2 separate regions of the Hordeum vulgare genome follow, and region 1 is linked to region 2. A link is a contact called in public Hi-C data. All regions are on one chromosome and are shown on one strand. Each heading gives the region's core, a stretch centred on a gene start, on an enhancer-like site or on the middle of the called end of the contact. The rest is flanking DNA. Distances are from core to core; before and after follow the strand shown. Region 1 holds the start of LOC123407296 (acyl transferase 4-like). Region 2 holds the start of LOC123410858 (molybdate-anion transporter).

Region 1 (6,361 bases), core at 743-3,242, 200 kb before region 2:
CAGCGCGGCTGCGTCCGTGGGCGTCGCCGAACCTTCCTTAGGGGTGTCGGTGATACACCTTCCTCACTGCCATCCGCGTACCGGGGAAACTCTACGACTTGTTCGGACGGCAGCGTCGTTGTCGCCGCTTTCCTTTCTGAAGGTGTTGCTTGGTACGCGAGGCTTCGGAGTGCTTGGCATGCGGTGGTACTTCTCCGGAGCGTACAACGGTTGTCGGCCGTCTTCGCTTTGTTGAGCTGTCGACGTCAGCATTTTTCTTTCTTCTGTTTCTTTCTTTTTTCCTTTAAATTTGTTTGTGTTCCGGCTTTAATGAGCTGATTGTATGGTTGGTTGTTGTTTTATAATATAAATCGGAGGGGGAAAATCGTCATTTTGCGCTCCCAAAGGACGCGTAAAACGTGGACATGGCCAAGAAATAGGAAGCATGCGTGCGTCGTGGAAATGGGAACCATCAATGCGTCGCATCTAGGCCAACTTGGCGAGCTCGACGGCGAACGCGGCGGCATGAAGCTCCTCGACGCAGCGGAGCACTACCCGGATGCCCCCACGCCTGGCCGCCGGCGGCCTGATATAGTTGAGCGACGCGACGAAGTTGACGTGGTCGTTGAGCGGGAACACGTACCCTGGCGCGCCGAAGCCGTAGTCCACCTCGTGGAAGCCGACGCGGCTCCAGTCTGACACCGTCACCGTGCTGTAGTCCAGGGGCACGTCGTAGTGATCGACGCCGCGCATCCAGCCAGCGAACCGCGCGGGGACCGCCTCCTTCGCCTCCCGTACCGCGCCGACGAGCTCCGCCAGTGACGCCTCCCGGACGGCCTTGCCCGCCCTAGTGACGCACGCCAGGTAAACGCAGTTGCCGTAGTAGCCCTCCACCGCCGGCAGCACGCCGCGAAGCAGGTGCCGCGTGCCGGCGGCGAAGGCGATCCGAACATCAGAGTCGTCAGGGGGCGCGGACGCCAGTGCCAGCGCTCGGCACTTGAACACCACGGCCGTCACCGCGTCAAAGGTGGAGCAAACCTCCCCCGTCGATGTCGCAGCAGCCTGGTTGAACTCGTCCTTGACGCGCGCGATGCTCTCCGCCGATATGTCGGCCACCTGGGCCACCAACCTGAACTCCGTGAGCTGAGGCGGCGGCGGGCTGGGAGGGTCCGGGACCGCGTCGCGGTGCCACACCGGAGTCACTGACGGCACCTGGAGCCCCCGCGCTAGCTCCCCCACCGCCGTGAGGAACTGCGCAGCGCCCTGGCCGTCGAACACCGCGTGGCTGAAGCTGATCCCGACGGCGAAACCACCGCAGGTGAACCTCGTCGCCTGGACCATGAGGATGAGGCCGTCGAGCTTCTGACCGGGGGCAGGGCGCGGGAGGAGGAGCTCCCCGGGGATGAGCAGCGGGCTGGAGTCGAGGCCGTCCACGTCGGCAAGCGTGCAGCTCGCGGCGGCATCCACGAACCAGACGCCCTCGCCGGTGCAGTTCACTGCAAGGCCACTCGGGGCGACGCGGCCGGCCACCGGGTAGTACGGTACAAGAGTCCTCGCGAGCCCGTCGCGCATAGCGACCAGGGCCGCCGCGGCGTCCTGGCTCTTGCGGGCGGTGGTGAACGAGGGAGGGGGGAAGACCTGGATGAGATTAACCAAGCCGGCGCCGCCGGCGGTCCTGTCAATGGAGGAGAGAGGGAGGGTGCCACCGGGGGTGGGCACCGCCGGCGCGATGAGCTCCGGCGGCGACCTGGCAATGGTGGGCGTGCTGGTCATACTGGAGTTGGACATATGGAACTCGATAGTGAGATAGTGCTGCAAAATGTGGTCGTTGGCGGCCGCGGTGAGGCAAGCGGGGACAGAGAAATTTGTCCGCTCGACGTCGCATCTTTGAATTTTCGGAAGAGTAACATTGTTTGGCTACTTGTCCATGGACTCAAGCGTTAATCCACATCTTTCCTGCCTGGTGACCTCTAATGGCGTCCCCTCCCCACAAGTGGAACGCAATGAAGCATCGCTTTGGATAAAGCCTGACGTTTCACAAGAATTTCAGCATCAGTCAGATGTCTTTGTTTTTCCTTCTTCCCTCGACGAAGACCACATCAGAATTCAGAGACGGTCATGACTATCTTTTGGTTAAAATTCAGAGGTTACTACGACTAGTACAACATAGTGCTACAACTCTACTCTTCCGGAGACACTTTTTTCCAGCAAGCAGTTAATTAGTCCGAGCAAAATCCTCTCCATCAATTAGTCTCGAAAAAGAAAAGAAACGAAGACAGAAACAACTCCGCATCCGCGCCAGCTTAGGTAATTACATGTGCACGGCGCCGGGGACGACGATGGCGAGCGCACGATTTGATATAACTGCTGCACTGGCTGGCTACAAGTAGGATGGCGCGACGCGGAGGGCCCTGGCGTCGGAGGGCAGGAGCACGAGGAGGAGGAGCACGGCCAGGATGGCGACGGGCACGAGCAGGAACAGCGGCGGCGGCGGCGGCAGCGGGGGCAGCAGCAGCGGCAGCACCAGCAGCGCCGCCGTCATCAGCGCCAGCACAACCGCCGCCTCGGCCCCGAAGTACCCTCCCCCGTCGCTCTTCCCGCCGTTCCCCGACGGCACCGGCGCGCGTCGTTGCTTGGCGGTCGCTGTCGGAGCCGGAAAGTACCCTCCGGCAACGTTCCTGACGCTGCTGCTGCCGTAAGAGGTGGAACCGGCGGCGTGGCCGACCATGGTAATGGTAGCGTCGCACCGGAGCAGGACGGCGTCTCGCATCTAAGTCCCAGCAATGCCGCTAGCTCGGAGATCCACCCGGCTGGGCGCGCCGGCGTACGACTTGGATGCGTGGATTGGAACGGAAGATGGCGAGGCGTTTGCTTTGGTGGGCAGGACTTGGAGGTTGGAGTGGTTGTTAGCTTTGCGGCGAGCCGGTGAGGTCAATATATACTCCGTCGCTCTCCTTGGATGGATACAGGAGAAGGGGGAAGAACCAGCGGTACGGAAGGATGGCCATGTGTCCACTTGGCCAGCGGTACAATCCACGTCGGTAAAAAGGAAAACTATTATTTGAAAGGAAAAAAGGAAATCTTAGCAATCATGGGTAGCCTTATCCAAACTCGACAACCGTTGTAGATACTCCTTCCGTTTCAGTTTATAAGTCTCTAGTTCATTAATTTGACCAACTTAAAAAGAGACATATATTACAAAAAAATATATCATTAGAAATTTTAGATGTTCTATTTTCTAATAATATAATTTTTATGTTAAATAATATATTTTATATAAGTCAAATTGACAACCTAGGTACACGTGCATGTCTTATAGTCTGTGACGGAGGGAGTACAATTGATCTGGATCATAAATCCAAAAAATTACAGATTACCTCAGTTGATTAAGAACTGCTCCCTCTAATTCCTAAATTTAAGCTAATTTCAATGTGAACTGTATAAGATTGTATATAGATATATTTTGAAATATACTCCCTCCGTTCTTAAATAAGTGTCTTAACTTAATACATCTTTGTACTAGAGTCAGTATAAAGTTGAGACACTTATTTTGAGACGAAGGGAGTAAATTCATTCATTTTATTCCGTACGTAGTTCGTATTAAAATTTCTATAAAAAATATATTTAAAAAGGAAAAAACTACAACAAAAATCTCGCACTGCAATCGGGTCGCTCATCTGAGAATATGGAACATGGTGAGCATTGAATGTAATCGGGATGGATGATCTCATAAAAGTAGAACAACAAAAACTTCACTAAAATACCAGAGAAGCAATCGAAGGCTCCAAACGATCATACCAACAAAAAGAAGCATCAGATGGTAGCACAAGCTTATCTTATCCACATTAACACATCTGCGAGGAAATAAATTCAAATTTCATAAGATCAAACCTATGATGACAAGACATATCTGGCTTAGTTGCTCTACTTGCTAAGATACCCTTCCAGCAAGAGAAGGATGTGAGGAACTTTATTTTCAACGGGTTTGCACTCTTCGCCTAAGAGTCGCCGACGAATACCCTAAATGTCATACATATATTCCTTTTTGTCGACTGTTGGTTTTGAAATAGCTAGCATATTAAGCTCAATAATACCGATATAGACTTTTGAGCATGCTTAGAAGGACTCAAGACCCCCTTCCCTCGTTGCACGTGACCGGAGACAAGGGAACACACGAGATCGCAACATATTCTCAGACCCTAATCGACGCATGTCTTCGACAAGAGAAAAAGTAAAATTGTTGATCGAGACTCGAGAAGAATTGTTATCGTATCGATATACTCCCTTCGTCTGAAAATAAGTGTCTTAACTTTGTAATAACTTTAATATAAAGTTATACTAAGTTTGAGGCACTTATTTTGAAACGGAGGGACTAGCTTACAACATGGTCAAATGAATGCATGATAAAGAAAATTCATTAGGGCTATTTCAAAAAATGCTGCAGGTACAAGAAAAATGCATGTTATTTTTCTTATGGAATGGATTGCAAGTGCCAACGGGTTTGCAGTCTCCTAAGTGAAATGAGATCAGCTGGCGTGGATCTTGGATCCAACGGCTAGAAAGGGATACTATTATTTCGGACAGCAGCGCCAAGGCAGGGAGACGCAGAGCGAGTGACCGAGCAGAGCGCGTCAGCGTGGCGCCACAACCAACGAGTGATCGACCGCGATCGGCCCGACCTAACCCAAGAGGACGAGGTAGGGCAGGGGTACTTGTCTACACCACCAGCAAGCAAGGCAAGCGATGCATCATGCATGCATCCAGCAGGCAGGAGAGATCGGGCATCGGGCGAGATACTATCAATCTACCATTCATCATGTGGTGCTGGGTCGTGCCACCGCGACGATGGGCCTGGCTCCGTCCAGCTCCTGCTTGCCGCAGCAAAACCACGGGCGAACCCGTCCCCTGTTTTGCAAGGTGCATGCACCTCCTTGACCGTGCGTACCCATCTCTTCTTCTTGTGCTGCTGCTGCTGCGCTATCACTATTCAGCAGCAGCATCAGTTCCCGATCTGGCCTGCCATGTCGTCCTCAACGAATGCGATCGGATGCTTTCTTGCTTGCTAGTTGCTACTACTACCAGTCCTGCCTCCCTACCAAAGCTGACGGTGCTCGTGCATGCACCCAGAGGCCAGGGCCAGGGACAACTAGTCGTTGTACTAGCGATGGACTAATCATCCACCTGCCATATCTTTTTGCATGATACTACGTACCACTCCTAATTCCTCCGGCTGATTAGGAGAAGTGCGCTTAGCTAGTCCTGTGATTAAACTAGTCCACGAGCAGGGCATCATCTGGCTGCAAATGGCTGCTCCATCAGTGGAGCCGGACACGAATCTCGAGTTCTCGATCTACCCTGTCCCCCTTGCTTAGTTGGGAATAGAAGATTAGGCTAATTTAAGCTGGCAGCTAGTGCACAGGGCGAAGCAAAGCTAGCAATATGGCGACTGCTCATGCTCAATACGCCCAAGCGTGTATCCGTGCGTGATGGGGGTTTATCATTACAATCCCAAATTGCCACATGATGAAACAAGTAAAGCTGCTAGTTATGCGTACGCCGGTCTGATTAACACGAGTGGATTGGATTGGACGGCACACCAACACACGCTGCCACTTGATCCAGCATAGGTTAGCTAACGCGATCTGGAGGAGTAGTCGTACACTCTGGTTGCCTACTTGGAGTAGTAAAAATAATTCTACTTGCCTTGCTACAACGTATGCATCGATTTTGCAAATACTAAGAGATATACTCCTACGAAGCAGGACGAGCGGGGAACCGGAATTTGGAACAACGGTCGGTCGGTTCTTCGGCCTTGGCTAGCCCTCCTCACTTGCTCGGCAAACGTGGGTTGACACGAAGAACTGATGTGTCCCGTCATGCCAGCCGAGCGAACTGTGGGGTGTGGGCTACTAAGAGCCAATTTTGCCAAGGAAAGTCTACATGGACGAACGAGAATCACGTGCCTATATATTACTGCCTTGAGAATCATCCATGTATGTGCACGTTGAAAATCGCTGGCCGGCGCAACAATGTCTTAGGTGTGCGGTGTTGGGCGGCCACGGCCACTGTTCCAGTTGCGGCACATGCATGCATGTACATGCTGCGTGATCTCGACTGAATTGTGTATGGTCCTGAAAATGCATGCACGTTATAGTGTTCGACACTTGGACGCACGTTGATGAGTGGACTAACATTTAACTAGCTTTAGCTAATTGGTGGTGTTAATATGTTTCGGTTTTATTGTTCACACCAGGAGCATTTAAGCCCCGTGTACAAGCTCCACGTCCCTAGGGCTTCTCTTATTATTACATTTTCGAACACTATTCACCCATTCGATTCAAAAGAATGGGCCATAGAAAAAATCTAGGATTTTTCTCTTTGG
Region 2 (6,514 bases), core at 2,943-5,442:
GACGGCCGACCCAAACAGACAAAAAGCCGTACGTTTGGGTCGATTCGTTGGAGTTGCTCTGAACAGCTTGGTCTAGTTGGAGATGCCTAAGGTTCCGCTTGGCACCCGGGAATGTTCTTGCTCTCGATGGAATTCAACTGGTTTGTGTCAAATTTGCTTCCGGGCGGGAACACACGGAGACGAAGATATCTTTGGTCGTGGACAGAGAAGATACGGTGGTCTGCGAATCGGATTCGCTAGCACTTAGCACTTTAACAAATGCGTCTGTGTGCATGACAGCATCTGCGGATCTTTATAGGGGCTAGGGACGGGAAGATACGATCCCGACTTTTTAGTCCGAGCCGACCAACGCAATCACCAACGATAAACAAAGGTTAAAGGTTCTCAGCGTACGATTCACTGCACAGTGAAAAGATTCAGGGACCAATAATTCTGCAGCGTCAGGTATACGTGGAGAGGGACTCATAAAAGATTAAGAGAGGAGAAAGATTTGCAGTGGTCTTTACAAGGCACAAGGCTATGTCTATAGGATGTGCTGGACGTCGATTTGTGCACTGTGTCTTTGTCTTTTTAACACAGAGAAAACATATCATACACCTACTTTCTGGACCATTGATCAGGGCATAGACAATGCTAATTAACCGTGAGGATCCAATAATCAAAAGCCGAGGGAAATACGAGCATGCTACAGACACGACACCTTCCAAGCCGGTATTGTATTTGTAGTTTATCATCATCCTCTATAGACTGCGGACGTTTTGGCGGGTGTGTTTTCTCCACCGCCGCAGCATATGAATGCAGCCCCCGGCAGATAAAAGCCCACATGCTGCAAGGCCTAGAATGGTTGAATTTGCGATGTTCCCATGGTAGGCGCCCTGCACGCAGAAAATAAAGGAGTGCTCTCAACCACCGTGTAAACATGCTGCACATTAAGATTTTACTGCCAAGAGAGGGCTACCTGTATTAGGAAAATGAACATAGGCACATTTCCCAGTGTGAGGGAAAAGCTCATCATGCCCCCACGTAGTTCATTTGGCAGGTACCTTCAGCAGTGTCGACCATGTAAGTAGAGCTCTAACAAATGGCTTCGAACTGAGTTCTATCAACGCCATTTCACTTACATTGTCCTAAATCTGGCCAGCGAAGGTAAAATAAAGCCCACGGACGCATGGAAGATGCAGAACAGTATCACTAGCGTTCCAATCTCCTGCCGAAAGAAACAAGACTCTTTAGACTCACGACACAAACTTAAAACTGTATATTACGTTGGCTTGCAGATATACATGGCATTACGGTGTACCTGGTAATCATAAGCCACAATTGACAAAGCAAGCCCAGCGGCAATGTATGCTGTTGTCAAGCTATCCTCGTTCGGGAAAGGAGCCATGGCTCCATAAAACCATGGAAAAGCAGCACTTCCAAGCATTCTCGAGACCAGGAAACATGGGTAGATTAGTGACAGAGGAGCATCCCTTCCGTCAGCCTGTTACATTAACAGGTCTGTGAGTTTTTCCATATTCAATCAAAACCCCAATCAAACAGAACAACTAGCAGAAATAACTAAGGCACAAACTTATACCACTATCATTGGTGCCCAGAGGAACCAAAAGGCTGATACAGAGAACTGGACACTTGCTTGAGCTAAGACCAGAATCAGCACTCTTTTGTCTGAAACAAGCAGGAAATTCTTGTGAGAGATGAAAGTGAAATGTGCAGGCACCCAAGAAGCTTGACTAGATGATAAGAGGTGTTAACAGAAGTAGTTTCCGATTCATTAGTTCACAATTGGCTGTAGACTCTGAAGAATAACATAAGTTCCATTTTTTTTCATAATTCACAAATGCTTTCTTATTCAACTACCACAGCTCCTAATTAAAGCATAGTCCAAGAAACCAAGATAGTACTCCCTCCGTTCTTAAATATAGGTCTTTTAGAGATTTCACTAAATGACTACATACGGAGCAAAATGAATGAATCTACATTTTAAAATGTGTCTATATACATACGTATATTGTCTTCTAATGAAACCTCTTAAAACACTTATATTTAGGAACGGAGGGAGTATCATATTGTTCAGGATAACAATACAGAAATCTCAATAGCCTAAAACTCAAAGCCACGAGACAATGACAAGCCATTTTACAGCTCTATCTACCTAATCCTTTAGTTATTCGAGGACATTACCTTGCTAACAGTATTAAAGATTCATTAACAGAAACGCTACAGAAAGCATGGCAAAATAAACAGGATGGTATACTCACCACTCACCTCTGAGGACATGAGCACAAAATGATTTTTTGTAGCTTCCAATGACAGATGCATGATGGGCGGTACTGATACTTGGTGCTTTTCTGATATACAAGATTCCTATTACTGACACTAAGGCTGCAAATGTATACGGAAGCAAGATTCCTTTGTTATCATCATCAAGCAATAAGTTTGTGATTCCTTGACTTCCAACAAGGGAAATTGATTCAAAGAATGTCATCAGCCAAAAGGTATCAAACAGCGAATCTTGCTTCTGGCCTTGCTGAAAAATCATGATAAAATGATTAAAACTGGGACACCGTTGATGAAGGCAGCAATGGCAACAGAAGATGTTTAAGAAAATACAAAACCTTCTCATGCTCCAGCACAATCCATGTCTCAAAACAAAAGGAGAACATTGAGGATGCAAGAGCCAGAATGAAATTGTTGATCCATGCACAACGAAGCCCACTGAAACTCTTCAAGGCACCCACTGCAAGCTGAAGCATCCAGTAAAATATGCAAGCATTCTGCGGTCCTCTATGAATTTTAGTAAACAAAATGTTGATTAGAACAGTAAAAGCAGATTCTCGTTTAACACAATATCAATAGGCAGAGAGAAGAATCAAGTTAACTGATGAACCTGAAATCCATGGGATGCACAACAGAAAATCATAACATATTATGAAACAAAAGTAACACAGACCAGCTGATGGAACAGAAACCTACGCAGAGGCACAATATACAAACAATTACTTATACCGCTTTAAAGAAACACCTAATTATACCACGCTATAAATGTCCTTGGTAATATGACTATGACCTACTCTCTGTATTATCAAAATTCTTACATGACACTTTATTTAAGTTTTTGAACTTTGTATACCATTGTACAGATCATATTTGTTGGAAGAACATCTTAAAGGAAAATGGATGAGTAACAAACATAGTGCTAAAGGAGCTCGTGTATTTATAAACAGGTTACTCATACAGTTGTTCTATATCTCATTCCAAAGGCTTTTGTGAGGTGGGACATAACGTAAATGAAGAGACATAACTTTAATGAGGACCCTCGATCAATAGAAACATAACTCAAATATGGAATCAGTAAGTATAATATTTCTAGAGTGTCACACTGTAACTAACATTTCAGAGGGGGTGCATGCAAACAATGAAACAGAGTTCTATAAATATGCACCTACCAAGATAGAAACTGGTTGTCAGGATTACGTTCTAGTATTTAAACATTGGCATCTGGTTGAGATTGTTCTGAGTTGGAACCCTATATAACTCAAATATGCAGGCTATGAACATTGAACAATTCACAGAAAATGGTTCGCCATTCAATGTAAACCAATGATCCAAATGGAGAGCTCACAGTTTGTCAGAGACAACGCCAGACGCACCGCCAAGAAAGAGCGCGGCCGCCGTTGCCGCCGAAAGGCGCACGGCCATCTGCTCCCTGCCGAACCCGCACCGCACGAACTCATCCTCCCCGAACACCGATTGGATCCCCTCCGCCACTACACAGCAACAGAAAACATCATTAGAGACCCCCCTCGTCAACTCTACAAAATGCAGGGGGGGCATGGGTGGTGCTTACCGGATGCAAGGCAGAAGAGGAGGAGGAAGGCGCGGCGGAAGCGGAGGAAGGGGGTGGTGCCCACGTCAAAGGGGGAGGGCGAAGAAGGGGTGACTACGGCGGCGTGTGGCCGGGAGAAGTGGGGGAGGAGGAGGACGGCGGCGAGTGATGCGGCGGAGAGGAGCGGGTAAGCGAGGGGGGTGAGCTCCCACTCCTCCGTCTCAATCACCATCCCCATCAGCGGGATCGATCGGCGGGGGAGCCGGTAGGGCTCCGCCTGGCCGCGCACGGTCCGCGGCTGGGAGGGATCCGGAAGCGGTGGCGCCGGCGACACGGACGGGGTCGAGCAAGAGGAATGGGGCGGTCGCGGAGTCGGCTGTATGGGCCGATCTGGATAACAACTGGGCTCTTTGCGGTAATTATATTTGGGCTTTGGACGCGGATATTTCCAATGCACCCGAATTTTCCTTAAAAAAAAGGTAATGCACCCGAATTATTATTATTTTCGCAAAATTAGTCAAAAAATTTGAAAATTCCTGGAAACAAGAATAGTATTCCCTCCATCCCAAAACAAGTGTCTCAAACTTAATATAATTTTTTACTAGAGCTAGTATAAAGTATAAAGTTCAGACATTTATGTTGAAATGGAGGGAGTATAGATTTATATTCGTGTGAAATGTTTTGTGAAGGAATGAATTTTATGGTATTTTTTTCAAACACAGTACAGACGTAAGTGTTCATATATACGTACATACAATCACCCTTATGAACACACACGCACACCTTATTTCTATGTACACCTTTAAGAGACTGATTCGGCATATCATCTTGAGATTTACAAAATCACGGTTAGGTGCTATGTCATCGACGAAAACGTCTCCTCCCACTGAATGCGCATCGTCAGAAATCCTGAAATAATTTTAGAAATAATGCGAGCACTAGGACTTAAACCCTGGTAGGGTGGAATTATCATTGTCACTCTAATCATCCAACCACAGGTTGGTTCACAATTCCATGATATTCTTGACAACACAAAATGAAATCGACAATATTTAAACATTCTTCTCACACTCTTTTTTTACATGTTTTGTCTTTTTGTCCTAGAGTCCACGTAAGTCACTCCTTCGAGGAACTTTTTACAGGAATATAACACTATATTATTCCTGTTTTCAAAAGTTTCAGAAATAACTTATTTTGCAATTTCGAAATTATTATTTTCAAATCAGGTGCAAATGAGACCCAAGATCGATTGGGTATTTCCTCTTCTGGACGCTTCTCTTTGTGTTATAATATTTTCCTTTTCTGGGACCCTAATTTGTAATACAACATAGAGTACTATTGTTCTCTAACTAATCCATGATAAATTGTTGGCAATTTCTTTTTGTAGGGGGGGGGGGGGGGGGGGGGGGGGGGGATTATGTAGAATTCAGTTTAATCTGTAGTCCCTCCATTACTATTATATAAGATGTTTTTGATATTTTAAAGCAGGCTACATACATATTGAAATGAGTGAACAAACAACTAAAATGCATCCAGTTTTAGAAAAAAAGTTAGCACATGTTATAATAGTGAACGAAGGCGGTACTAGTTAAAGTATAAAGTATATTTGTTATATTTTGAGTTTTGGTGAACGAGGTTGAACATCAATGTGATTTGACAAGGTACCACTAGCCAAGACATCTCAAATTTGGAAGTCAACACATAGTTTAAAAAATTACAGCCTACTTGATTTGTGTATTTCACTTCAAAGGAGCCTGTTAATGATTCCTTTTAAATGCAATAAAAATATAAGGCATTTTAATTAACTTATATTTTGTTAAACGGCCTTGTTTATCAAGTACACAACTTGAAAAGGTCAATATAGTTCACCAAAATTCAGCATGAGTAGCTAGCGGCTAAAAACACACAAGAAAACTCAACATTTTAATAGATGTATATATCCAACTTTATTTACCCAAGATGAAGTGCAACCTTTAGCTTCAAGAGCCAAAAATATATCGTACACCAGTAGTGGCGAAGCTCGACATAAATTTCTGGGAGGCAAAACACAAATTTTGGATGTTGGGAGGGGTCAAAAGCTATATTCGGAACTCAATACATGGCTTCTAGACACAAAATTTTGTTTTTGGCCATGCATCGTGTTGAGATTAGTTAATTACTAATTAATCATGTAATTAGAAGAATCTCCCCTTGCCCAAACCGTCGCACGGTTCTCTCCCGCGATGGACGCCGCTCTCACTCTCATGCCTGTTGTAACCGACGTCAGTTCGGATTGTCGCATCTCTCAAACTGTCCCGTCTCTCCAGACGATAGAAATTGTGACGATATAAATTGTATCATCATCTATTGATCAATGCAGAGAATCATTTGTCCTCAAACACGTTATCACGCACGCTAGTCTTGACCGAGAGCAGAAGAAGAGAAAGAAAGAGAGATCGCTGGTGAGATGTCTGGCCTCGTCTCCTTTTTCCTCCGCCTGATCCATCCGGACGGTCGCCGTTTGAAAGGACGTGGATGTCGCCTAGAGAGGGGGTGAATAGGTGTTTTAAAATAATTACGGTTTAGGCTTGAACAAATGCGGAATAAAACTAACGGTTAATTTGTCAAGCACAAAACCTAAAACAACTAGGCTCACCTATGTACACCAACAACTTATGCTAAGCAAGATTAAACAACTAAGTGATA

Evidence for each region. A called contact is a pair of places that touch in the nucleus more often than the background predicts.
Region 1: a contact with region 2 is called in a Hi-C map of leaf, with 3 times the contacts expected there. The contact joins the promoter of LOC123407296 here to the promoter of LOC123410858 in region 2. A contact is called at or near these places in 3 of 6 Hi-C or Micro-C datasets (leaf and seedling) and 1 of 1 datasets of contacts at active chromatin or transcription factors (embryo).

Annotation. Positions count from the first base shown.
Region 1 is chr7H:429,340,146-429,346,506 of MorexV3_pseudomolecules_assembly, reverse strand. LOC123407296 (acyl transferase 4-like) reads right to left here and starts at 1,992. Exons shown (of 2, transcript XM_045100401.1): 1 at 623-1,992. The coding sequence starts at 1,767.
Region 2 is chr7H:429,144,106-429,150,619 of MorexV3_pseudomolecules_assembly, reverse strand. LOC123410858 (molybdate-anion transporter) reads right to left here and starts at 4,192. Exons shown (of 9, transcript XM_045103793.1): 1 at 3,851-4,192; 2 at 3,626-3,770; 3 at 2,619-2,787; 4 at 2,269-2,530; 5 at 1,580-1,668; 6 at 1,301-1,483; 7 at 1,122-1,207; 8 at 959-1,043; 9 at 448-875. The coding sequence starts at 4,067. The coding sequence ends at 741.